Regions from separate parts of the Xenopus laevis genome. Here region 2 is linked to region 1. Evidence: chromatin contacts called from public Hi-C data. All regions are on one chromosome and are shown on one strand. Each heading gives the region's core, a stretch centred on a gene start, on an enhancer-like site or on the middle of the called end of the contact. The rest is flanking DNA. Distances are from core to core; before and after follow the strand shown.

The links. A called contact is a pair of places that touch in the nucleus more often than the background predicts.
Region 2: a contact with region 1 is called in a Hi-C map of the XL177 cell line, with 4 times the contacts expected there. The contact joins two enhancer-like sites. A contact is called at or near these places in 2 of 4 Hi-C or Micro-C datasets (the XL177 cell line and the XTC cell line).

What each region holds. Positions count from the first base shown.
Region 1 is chr2L:110,688,899-110,695,486 of Xenopus_laevis_v10.1, forward strand. No RefSeq gene overlaps it. Among protein-coding and RNA genes, the nearest start is that of msl3.L, 18 kb to the left of the region's middle. Within about 2 kb of position 2,388, at least 1 of the 7 cell types and tissues checked has an H3K27ac peak or open chromatin away from gene starts, as enhancers often do.
Region 2 is chr2L:110,758,377-110,764,964 of Xenopus_laevis_v10.1, forward strand. No RefSeq gene overlaps it. Among protein-coding and RNA genes, the nearest start is that of LOC108708384, 74 kb to the right of the region's middle. Within about 2 kb of position 2,510, at least 1 of the 7 cell types and tissues checked has an H3K27ac peak or open chromatin away from gene starts, as enhancers often do.

The DNA of each region.
Region 1 (6,588 bases), core at 1,138-3,637:
CAGCAGTGAATATTGCTCTGTGAATATGTATCTGACATATGCTATGTAAAAGTTATGTTCTGTCTACATAGTGTTTTAGCAGATACATGTGTTCATTGAAATCACTAATGTACCATGCATTTGCTATATTTATATAATATAAAATGTAAATAGTGTATTTATTATTTATATAGTGCTGACATATTCCACAGCACTTTACAGAAATTATACATTCAGGCCTAGATTTCTGGCAAGCCTGGGCCTAGGGTGAACGAGGAGAAGGAAAGGGGATGCCAAAAGTTAGGCACCCCCAAGTGATTGTATTTACTTACCTCACACCCGGGCCAGTACTCCTATCAGTAGAAAACTGCTTTGGTCCGTGGTTCTTCCAGCAGGCACCACAGAGCGATTGGCTTCCGGCTTTTTCTTTCTTCTGAACTTTAAAGAAGAAGTCGGCTATTTCATTCTACTGCGCATGCATCTGCCCCAGGAGATTTGAAGAAGGAAGAAGAAAGAAGTAAAGCAGAAAGCAGTGTGCAAGCTGCAAATAAGAGCCACAATTAGCCTTTTTGCACTTTCTTATTGCTTTAATTTCAGGATGGTTGCTGGCTTTTTTGCTCTGTTTTGGAGCATATAGATCTGCAGCTAGTCACCTGAAGAGATCAATGACTGCATTAGGCAGTGCTCTATCCAAGAGGGGCAGGCAAGAGAGGCATGTAGAAGTCCATCTCATGCTTTGCTCCGTGTGTCAGATTTTCAATCCAGCATTAGGCGTAGAATGAACCTTTTCTATGGGCTCAAGTACTAACGGTTGCACTCTTGCACTTGCACGCCTGGAATTTGTAAATGACCCCTAATGTTTATGAAGCATGGCTAGAATATATAAGGGGCATGTATTGGTGCCTGGGTCATATTTTTCCTGTGCCTCAGGCATACAATTTACCAGGTTATTCACTTAGATTGTCATAGCCCTGTAAGTCATAGCAACAGTTAGAAAATAGCTTTTAGTGGTCCAGAGATTTAATAGCAGTAAAAGCAAACTAATGGTTACTATGACTTACAGAACTAGGAGAACCTTTAGTGTGCCTGCATAAGCATTACACAGGCAAGGGATGCAGTGCGTTATGCATATTTTTTTAATGAAAACATTGGGGGGTTTTTTTTATCCCACTTTCATATTTTTTGCCCAGCATTCCAAATCAGTGTACTAGGTATGTATCCAAGACAATTTCGGCACCAGAGAGTGAGCAGTGAGTGTTCAGTGCATGATTATAAGTTATTGCTGGGGGCAAGGGAATGTTCTTCTCTGATGAGTGTTGCCTTAATCTGGGGCTCATAAGGAACTTGCCTGTTAATAAAACCTGGCACTTTGTGATGATTAAGGTACTGTTTTCTAAAATAAACATTCGAATGAGTATGTCATTTATTAAGCCGAACATGAAAAATATTCACTGTGCTCGTAAATTACTTAAAAACAAGCTGGCCCCCCCAGTAAACTAAGACTTACTGTGCCTAAAAATTCTATCAACAACACTTTATAACTAGTAGCTCTGTATACAGACAATATTAATTCTATTAATACTCTTCCAGGTTTCCCTTTTTGACTAAAATCCCTTTGCAGCTGTTGTACATATCGCCACTAGATGGTAGTAATTCATATTAATGCCTTGTAACACACAGCTGAAATGGACACAAAACAGAACATCTACACACATATTATTTGACAGATGAGTTTTGCAACCTTCCAAGTTCTAAGAGATAGAATGCCTTTAAAAGTGAAAGATCATACTGTATTTTTATACATTCATTTGTAATCATTTGTCTGTATAAAATATAGTGCAACATTATGCAATCAAAGCAGCTTAATGTAGAGTCTAGAGTGTATAGGCGCCATGTACTGTAATAAATGCACATTTCTGTGTTTGTATGTAGACCTATAACTATACAGCTCTTGCATCACTAGGCATTGAACATACTTAGAAATGTAGTTGCATTTTTTAAAGGGATATCTTCCTAAATATTATATAATTATAATAAGCACCAATGTCAACTAATATATAATTTTCTGCTGTCACAGGATAACAAATCTCAGTGGGAATAAAATATAGTTGCTATTAAAAAAACAGAAAAAACTCTTAAGCTCTATTATTTTTATATAAGCACATGGCACACACGTTTATTTCACCCACTTATTGTAATACTGTATGCAGAAGCTTAAAAATGGTTCAGTTAGGGAAAACACCCAGAGCATATTGAGTGAGACAGCTGGTTCCACTCTCACGTGAAAGGGAATAGCGAAGTATGACAACAATACAAATATGTGTTCCATGCAGGTAAATGGGGGAAGGCTAGAGCCCAGCTGATCGCTGAAGGGAAGCTGGGAGGAGTGACGGTGGGTGTGCAGTGTAAGAAGACAGAATCTCAGCTTTTTTTTTGTCCTTCCCTCCCCTTTTTCTGTTCTGTGCAACCAGCACTACTGAAGGGTTGTTGCAAGTGAAGCTTTAAAAAAAAAAAAATGAATAAGATATTGTAAGACATTTGTGGCAGTAAAAGTGGGATAAAGAAATCTGCATCTAAGTGCTCTTGCTGTTTTCCAACTGTGCAGCCGTTTTAAGTAAACTGATTTGGGTCTTTTGGCAAGCATGAGAGTGCAGAGAGTACACAGTGTGTTAGCCTGTTCGGGAGTCTGCTGACATAGCTATGATCTGACTATAAGATTAAACATCTGTGAGAATCTCAGAGACAACATATCCCAAGAGTGGAGTGCGACTCACAATATTGCCGGGTGAAGAAAGCACAAGAAAAAGCAACAAAGAACTGAGGGGAAAAAAGCAACATCATGTCAGGACAAAACTTGTTGAACAGTGTGTTCTCCTGCTCATCGCCAACAGCATCCAAAACTCTGTCCAAAAACCGACTTCGCCAGACTCGAAGCCTAGACCCTGCAATCATTCGTGACTATGGCAATGACAGAGATGAGCATTCACATCTACAATATGAAGGTTCTAGCACTATTATCTCGCTGCAGGACAGCAGGTGCAGAGAGTCGGATTGCTACCCCATCTCAGGACATGTACCTGCATCTTCAACTGACTATTTCACTTTTGGCAAATCGATGCACCACAAGCAAAGGCTGGTGCCTCTTGGCTCTTTTTCTACCCCTACAACTCCTTTGGAAAAATCATCATCCACCAGTTTTCACTTTGACTACGACGTTAGGGGAATCAAGAGGAACACTGCCTGGGACCTGCCTTTCCTGGCTCGTAGCCCTCTGGCACTCACCCCCAGCAGCAGCACCAACAGTATCTTCTCCCCGAGAAAGTGGCTTCAGCAAAAAAAAGTGCAGCCCCAGATAAGTCAGTCATACATTGTATGGAAAAATGAGGTAAGAACTTTGCTGTCTGCACAGCTCAGTGACATCTATACACAAACCTACTTTTTTTGGACTTCTGATTATATTTGTTGTCAGTTGTGTTTTCTTTTTGTTTTGTTGTATGATATTATTTGATATATACTTTCCCATCACTGAATATTTTATGTTCCCTTTAAATCTTGTGGTTTGATCAGATAACAAAGCATGGTCATGGAGAGCAGTGCAAATTGCTTAAGTACCCTGACAATTTTATTTGACTGCAAATTTATTTTGTATAGTATTTGACTTTGAAGGAAAGTCAGAGCAGATGCATGGGCATGGAGAAATTCAAGAGAAAATCATCAAATGCACATATATGCATGAAGTGATTATACATGATGGAATGCTCTTTAATGTTTTTGCAACTTTTGTTGCAGTTGTTTTGCCCGGGACCATGTCAAATGTATGTCAGATACTGTATATACTGTTGTCCCCCAAAGTGCTTTAAATTAGGCAAGGCCAAGCAAATGTGGCTCAGAGCCAAATACAAAAATAATTTCTTTTAATTCCAGTTTATTCTTGAATTTAAAGATTTTTTATCTTATTCATAATGTCAGGTAATGTGTTATAATTATAACCACAGGTGACATTGCGACCTTAGGACTTTTAACACTACGTTCTGTCTAGTGATTTCTGCTGCGAACACCACTAAACAGCTGGCAGGAGCTACTGTTAAGGGCATGCATGGCATTGTGGCACTATTATAACATTAGCATATTGCAGCACTAGGGTTCAAGTTAAGTATTAGACCATGCCACCCTTCTACTTGAAATCTGCTGGGCTCATTCACTAACCCTGAGCAAATCTGCACCTGGCAGTAGCATATAGCAACCAGTCTTTTGCTCAGGCAGCTACAGGTAGAATAACGAAAGCTGAACTTTGATAATAATAAGTTGATTGGCTCCTGGTTAAACTGAATTTACTGTGCTTAAGTGATTGTGCGATTGCTACATTTGTTGGGCTGATCATACAACCTTCTATACGTTCTACTTCCTTCATCTATACAGTGCTGTATTGGCATGCTTTGTTTTGAGTTACTTGAAAATCTCCCATAGCTGGCAATATAAATAGATATAGGTACATATTTCATTTATTAAAGTGCGCTTTACGTTTAGCACTTTCTTTGAAACAACTACACTGTCTGTCACTTTGTCTTGTTCTTTGTTTCCATAAGCAAAAAGATAGGGGACTGATAAAAAGATAGGGGACTGATAATGCTACTAAGATACACTTATTAAAAATAATGATACTGTATAATAGTGCGGTGGAAATAAAACTGATGAAATTGAATGAACGAAACACTTTACTGAAAAAAAGTCATTCTGTTGTTGTTCTTACTGTGATGTCTGAAAAGTTTCATTGGTTCAAAATTCTTTCGTACCATGTTTTGAACTTCAAAATATCCGATTTATTAACATGTGGTGCATTTGTATGCAGTTGAACCTCAATTTTATGTTCTTCAGAAGGCTGTGAAAAACCATTGTAAATTTTGCAAGAATGGAAAAACATGGATTGTCTTTGTCGGACTGCATAACAACGCCAGTAATTTCAGGACAAAACAAAAATAAAGTAACCTGTACATAGATGGCATATCTAATAACTGTTTGGTAGAAAAAAAATGTATGTTTTTCTGAGCATAAGTCAACACAGATTTCCTTCCTGGTAATGTAGAATGCAGTACTATGGGTATTATGAACTGTGTGATTGTGAACCTGGACTTGAGTGAGTCTCATGTTATAATGACTGGGTGGTGCAGAAATAAAGTGTGTACTATATACTGCATTTTTAAGATATGAATAATATAATCAGAATTATCCAGGGTCTGACTGGGCTGGTGGGACACCGGGAAAAAACCTAGAATCAGCCCAGACCCGCTCCTTGCACCCGCTCTCTTTACCTCCCTCCCAGGCTGAGGGGCCTGGGGGAAGGTGTGTGGGCCACTGGGGCTTAATGAAATTCTTTAAATAATGGTCTTCTATACTGTAAATATTTGTTCCTTGTTTTGCAGTGAAAACCCATTATCATAGAAAGCAGGGGTGGCAAACTTTTTGAGTAAGCCAATGTTGGGAATGACAAGTCCCTGCTTTACACAACAGCTTTCACAAGGTACAAAATGCTAGGAGTTTACAATAGATTGAGTACAGTTAAAAAAACGGCTGGTTTAATAACACACTCCCAGTTGCATCCAGTGCGCTTGACTGTTAACAGGGCCATTATTATAGATCCGACAAATGAAATTGAATGTCATATCACTATTATAAGTAACATTGTACAGATTTCAAATATAAACCTTATATAACCTTGTAAATAGCTTTTATTTGTAATACATTTAGACCATATAAAAACCATTAAATTATCAACTTTGTCTTCCATATTTTATCATCACAATACATATAACAGGAGAGTTCATGTACTTCCAAGATAATAGTATCAAGCGTGTTGAACCTCAGTCATTTCTCTTGCTGATACTTTTGGTGTCTCTAGAGGTCTCTGATGAAGTGCAGTGACACAATATTTGAAAGAAAGGAAGACTAAACTGTAGTTCCTCTTGCTTTCACATCACTGCTTTCCAAGCTACACATTACAAATAGGTATCTCCAGAGTACGTTTTTACTTGTGACATATATAGAAACGTGTGGGGATCAGAAACACATAGAGGAAAGTCAGGAAGAGGAGGAGGGAATAGTAGAGGCAAGGAAATCTGTTTTTCAACCAACCATGCTTCAGTGTGACAAATGTCCACTCTTGTATTAGCTTTAAAGCTTCATGTGATGGTACTCAAGCCACGGCAAATAGAAAATATTTCACATGCACTACCTGCATATTTTCTTATTTGGTACTGTATAAGGACAATCAGAGACAGTATTCTACAAGTCGTTCCAATTTCTTGATTTTCTCTTGCAGTCTAAAAGTGTTTTTCCATTGTATTGTGTTTTCCTTGTCTCAGAAAAGCATCTTAGAAACTATTTGAATCCGGTGTACAGTGGTGTATATAGATATTACAGGGCCTCATAGCAAATTCAATTTAGGGCCCCAAAATATTGATAAGTTGGCCTATTTTACCAAGATGTATTAAAAATGCTCATTAATTAGGACCTTACTGGGCCCCCTACGCTCCAGGGCCCCCTTCAACCGCAGGGTCTGTTCTCTAGTAGTTACTCCCCAGCTGGCATACATTTTCTATGTATGTTCTGCTC
Region 2 (6,588 bases), core at 1,260-3,759, 70 kb after region 1:
AGGAACATCCGCACCATATAACACAGTGAATATAAATACACATATCAACAATAGAAATTAAAAAAAAAATGGTGCCAAAGTGTATGACATCATCATCATAGCCCTGCCCCCCTCATTCTCAAGCATCAAGAGAATAGTAAGTAATACCTTGTAATTCACTGAAGTAGCATCTTTCAATCTGCTGAATTAAACAATATTAACCCCCAAAGGTGTATTACTTGGTAGCGATAAAGTGAATTAGAACAAATGTCCTGACCCAATCTCTGCTAATATCTGCCGAATAGTATAAGTAAATATTTCCTGGACTGGCAATGAAGTTATCCAAAGAATCATAAGTATACCCAGCAACCAGTATTTAGATATTTATTATCAGATAAAAGTCCACTATCACAACATCTCTTATACTGTAGCAAATTCCCATTTGGCATGTCGCCCAGAAAACAACAGTAGGAGAGTGCACATAGCTATAGGATATCCAAGGAGTGACAGTCTGTGTGTAAAATGTGTACAGCTCAGCACTGCCGAATCAATATGAGCAATGTGTTAAATTTAACATTAATAGCATAACTGAATGTACATGTACATTATAATGTGCCTACTTAATATGATAGTCTAACTATATAGAATAATACCACAAGGGGGTGCAGTTTTTCAAACACTGCCCAATTTCTCACTTGATATAAAGAGTAAGTTCCTGATGGCAAAACAATTGGTGAAAATTAAAAAAAGAGTCCAGATGGCAGTTTCTTCATAAAAGTGACACACGGTTGCAGCCACCTCAGGAGACACGTCAATCCTCGGTCATCTAGAACATATACAAAAATATATGAGGCAGCCACATAGTGTGTATCATTCTTTAATTTATTTAAATATATTTTGAATTATACGTATAAAAGAGGTAGAAAAGCTCATCAAGCCAACTGACATCATTGTTTATGTGAGTCTTGTATTCTATTAGTGATAGGCATTTACAGTATGTACAGGGATGGGATGCCTTAAACCGGGTATCCAAAAAGCTCTGAATTATTGAAAGGCCTTCTCCCATAGAATACATTTTAATGTTTAAAAAAAAGATTTCCTTTTTCTCTGTAATAATAAAACAGCACCTTGTACTTGATGGTAACTAAACTGGCGTGAATCCATATTGGCGGCACAGCAATTTTATGGGTTTTATTTAAAGGTGAACTATCGAGAAAATGAAAATATAAGCTTCATCACACTGAAACAAGAAACTTTCTAAATACAATCAATTAAATATTCTATATAGTTTCTGAAATAATCAAGTTTGTCTTCACTTTCCATCTCTCAGCATTGTTTCTCTTCGTTCTGTCTTGATGCAGCAGTTGGGTGTCAGATAATCATTGACAGTTCATTGATAGTCCCCTTTAATGTTTAAGTGATTTTTTATCAGATTTAAGGTATTATGATAGAAATTATGGAAAGATCCCTTAACCAGAAAAACCCAGGTCCCAAGCAAATAATTGCTAAAATGCAGTTTTGAGTAATTTCCAGTGTGGCTTCCCTCACACCTCCCTTATGCAATAGTTAATATTTTTGAGTGGTTTTCATATGGCCCCATCTTTATCAGTATCTTTGCCTTTGTGTATTTTCTGTAAACGATATTGTCTCATAGTGTATTGTAGAATTGTAAATATTTCATCCCTTTGCAGAGTTTGATATGTTTTGTGTATCTTAATTAGATCACCGTGGCATGAGAATATAGAAAGTATTTGTATCTAAAAGGATATATTGTATGCAAAATAAAATGTATTACGGTAATCAAATACTAAAAAGCATATTTTGAAGCTGCAGTCACAATTAAAGTCTATTATTAGGAGCCCATACCTGAATAACACTAAGGGGCACACTTACAAAGGGTTGAAAATTGAGGGTTAATTAACCCTCGATATTCGACCATCTAAGTAAAATCCTTCGAATATAGAAGTCGAAGGATTTACCGCATTTCCTATGATCGATCGATCGAAGGAAAAATCGTTCGATCGAACGATTAAATCCTTCAAATCAAACGATTCGAAGGATTTTAATCCATCGATCAAACGATTTTCCTTCGATCAGAAAATTGTTAGGAAGCCTATGGGGACCTTCCCCTTAGGCTAACATTGGTGCTTGGTAGGTTTTAGGTGGCAAAGTACTTGGTCGAAGTTTTTTTTTAAAGAGACAGTACTTCGACTATCGAATGGTCGAATAATCGAACGATTTTTAGTTTGAATCATTCGATTCGTAGTCGAAGGTCGAAGTAGCCAATTCGATGGTCGAAGTAACCAAAAAAATCATTCGAAATTCAATGTTTTTCTTCTTCTATTCCTTCACTCGAGCTAAGTAAATGTGCCCCTAAGCTAATGGGGTCACACTGATCTACGATAAGTTCCCAGCTACCAATACTATGTACATTAATCCTTTAAGAAGACAGCAATGTGATAGTAAAGCTGTTGGTTTGCAGCAGAAAAATAAACAGTGTTGCAGAAACACCACATGAGGGAGTCGTTGACTGGTATTTGGAAAGCCGTGCAATGTTAGAGATGTATCAGATTGTGCAGCCATGCTGTGCAGCATATTGAGCTCATGTTTAATAAATCATTTAATGCTTAACTTGTTTCTTAAAAACAACAAAATGTAATGTTTATACTAAGCTGCCATTTAGAAGTACAGGGCAGTCAAAAGTATGATAGACTGGTTGCTTTGATTTTTTCAACAGAATAGCAGTACCTCTATTTTCACGTGAGTTTTCAGCTAATTTGATGTAAAATAATGTATTTCCATTTTTCAAATAATTCTTTGATTGCATCTTTAAGCCAAGACAATAACTTAGGCTGACTACACAAATCTACACAAAACTACACAAATCAATTCACAAAGCATAAAATACTTGCTCTTGTGCATACACCTTGCAACTTGCCCTGGCCCCATTTCTGCATACTTTGCTTCAATTACGCTCAAATGGGGGAATTGTAATATAGAATGCTAATTATAATGCGAATAAACGTTCACATTGCAAACATTTTTGCCTTTGTGAAAACGTAACAAACATTTTGCAAACCCTTTGCCCTCACGCAACAGTAGGATAGTGATTGCGAATTTTATAGTTTGCGATTGTGTGCAGTGTATGTAATAAAACTTCTTACTGAAAAAGTTGCTCCAAAAGTTTACACCACCTTCAGGTATGTGTTGAAAGTGTGTAATGTGCAATTAAGATTAGCAATGCAATTTCTAATTTGTGCGCAAATTTGTTCTCTTTTCGAATGGAATTACAACACCAAAGTTCAAAATGAAAGGAGAATGGATGGACAGGAGGCATGAAATTAACATCTGCCTTTAAATGATGGCTAAGGGAACCCTGAGCATGTTTCACCTACCCAAGCAACTGACTTTAAACTAGTGAATCACCTGAACGTAAAGTGACTTTATGGGGCAGAGTTATCAAAGGTCGAGGTGAATTTTCGAATGATAAAATCGAATTTCGAGCTATTTTTTGTGTACTTCAACTAGGGAATAGCCCAAATTGGATTTGAATTTGAAAAAAATTAAAAAACTTCAATATTGAAATGTATCATGTACTATCTCTTTAAAAATTAGACTTCGGCCATTCACCATCTAAAACCTGCCAAATTGCTGTTTTAGCCTATGGGGGATCTAGAACCTATTTGGAGTCAATTGGTCGAGTTTTTTGGGAAAAACTTCGAATTGAATTTGATCGTATGCGCTATTCCTTCGATTCGATTCAAATTCGCCCAAATATGGACCTATTCAATCGAAAACGGACCTATTTGACAAAAAAAACTTCAATTTCAGTTGGTCTTTTTGAATTTGAATTTCGAAGCTTTTTCAATTTTCAATTCAAACCTTGATAAATACGCCCCTATGTGAACTGGTATTTTTGTTTTCAGCAGCTCCTAAAGCTGTCCATAGACGCAACGATCCGATCGTACGAATTGTGGATTCGTACGATTTTCGGACCGTGTGTGGGGAGTCCCGACATTTTTCGTGCGGCGGAGATCGGTCGTTTGGTCGATCGGACAGGTTAGAAAATTTCTGTTGGCTGCTGATAATATCTCTACGTGTATTGCTGATTGTATGATTTTCAGTGGGAGACTGTCACTAGCTTTGTCAGACATAACTATCGTATGATTGCTGTCAGGGGCAGAACATCAGCTGATCTGTTCTTTTACTACTTTATTTGATCTGAATGTTAAGACTTTGATTTGAATGGTTAGTGACAGGTCGGGAGATGGGAAAGTCCGATCGTACAATGATTCGTACGATTGGATCTTTGCGTCTATGGCCAGCTTTAGAACCAGAAAGTTGGACAGACTCTTACTTTCAGTTTTAGTCTTTTCCATATTTAGTGCAAGAAACAACATAATTAGGGTTGCCTCTGTTTCTGGAAAAAAAAATACTTTCCTTCCTTCAAGCATCATTTTTACTGGTCAGGTGACAGCCCTTAACACTATAGATTTTAAACAATTGGCTGTGTTTATTGATGGTAAATGCTGAAATGGGTTTACTAAAGGGACTGAAGAAAAAAAAAGGGGGTGGGATGTTTGACAGAAAAGACTATATTGGAAAGAAGAACTTGAATATATACTGTATTTGGATAGGGTTAAGTAAAACAAAATAGAGAAGAAAAGGTATCTGCAGAAAAAAACATTTTTTGTGAAGCTTGAATATCATCAGTGATTTTGCTCAAAGCTGTATGTAAATTATATGCTCTCGCACAGAAGTTCATCACTTTATCTAACACTCAGTTAAGTGGCGATTTTATTGTCTATCCTATTTGCACAATGGCACGGCTCAGATAAATAATCATAATCCTTATCTGTTAACAATTATTACTTACTCATTTGCTTCTTATATCCAGTGAGAGCTCTTCTAGTCAGCTAGCTTCCCTCTCTGATCCTCTTTTTAATACATTCTTGTCATTATTTCATTCTATTAGTAACTCACTGACAACTACTCAGTCTCCCTAAGCCTGCACATAATTAGAGATTGTTTATGCAAATATTTGCTGAACTTTTTTTTACCTAGAACAATAGCACAATAGACCTTGTCTACACTTATATGGGAGAAATAGCAATGTAAAATCCAGATTTATATATATATATATATATATATATATATATATATATATATATATATATATATATATTTATATATATATAATATTAAAACAACATATTTGCTTCACCTGAGGACATCACGTAGGGAAGGATTGCTCATATCCATGATGGGTATTTCATTGTAGCTGTAGATCCCAACTGAACTTGTTCTCCTTACCATTAATCCCAAGGCTTTATACTGAAAACAAGGATTTGCTCCTTCAACCTGCCAGCATGTGTCTATAATTGTCCTTTAATATGTCTACTGAATAACTGCTTTTTTTAACTTTATAATAAAGACAGAGCAAACGTTTGACATCACATAGCTCATATGGTTCACACAAAGTGCATGATAAAACAGTATTTTACTGCATTTATTTCTGACAGATGTGATAATGATCTTTTTGAATGGAGCGAAATGGTGAAACTGGATGAGCCATCAGAGCCAAATATCTAGATTCAGTTCGCTTCATTTGTGATGGAATTCTCTGTACAGGCCAAAGACATACAGATAGACATAGACGTACCAATAGGTAATATTTACATGGTAAGACGGTAATAAATTAGAAAAGTTTACAGAAATTCAAGGCTCTCCATTTATTTAAATTGTAGTATACAAATCTTTATATAGGGTTGCGCTATAAAGACAGATTATAGGAAGGTCATCTGACATAGACAATCTCATCTCACATTTTAATCAAATAAGAAAAATTTATAAACTATTACAGTACATTGTACTTGATTGTAACTAAGATATAAGCAATCTTTATTGGCCACAGAACAATCCTATTGGGATTATACGTTTGAACGATTGAATTGTTCAGAGACCAAATGAAGGAATGACCCCTTATCCTGAAAGACTCAAGTTGAGACATTCCGAATAACAGCTCCAATGCCTGTACTTTGTTTCCATTTGGTCTAATGACACATGGGTGGCTCTTGAGCTGTCTGTAAATTGACCTAAATTGTTCCCTGATGCCAACCCATTGACATAAATAGGAAATGCTCAAAAGCACCAGTGCAAGCAGTAAGGTTGCTCAACACAATGTTTTCATGCTAAAAAGCAGTCCCAGCCAGGCATTTCCTACTCAATTCAATGGCAGACAGCAGGCAGTTAAAAATGCCTTGTGTGCCATCAGCCTATAAGCTTTAAAAGACAAGGAACATGTTTTCACTGGGGGGTTTGTGGCAGATGCCAGTTAGTTATGAACATCCTAATGAATACACTCAAGGCCTGCTAACCAACTGAAGCTTGTGTTGTTCCTGGGCTGTGCACATGAGCAGTATAGAAAAAATTCTAATTCTATTATAGACTGTTCATACATACTTGGTCCAGGACAACTGTGGTCCAGGACAAACCAAGCGTTTGCAATGAAATCACTGATGATGGTTGCATTAAATTATTGGCTGCACTATTTATCTGCTTAATGGTATTCTTTCTGTATCAGCCATGAATTATTGCCAGTTTGTAATA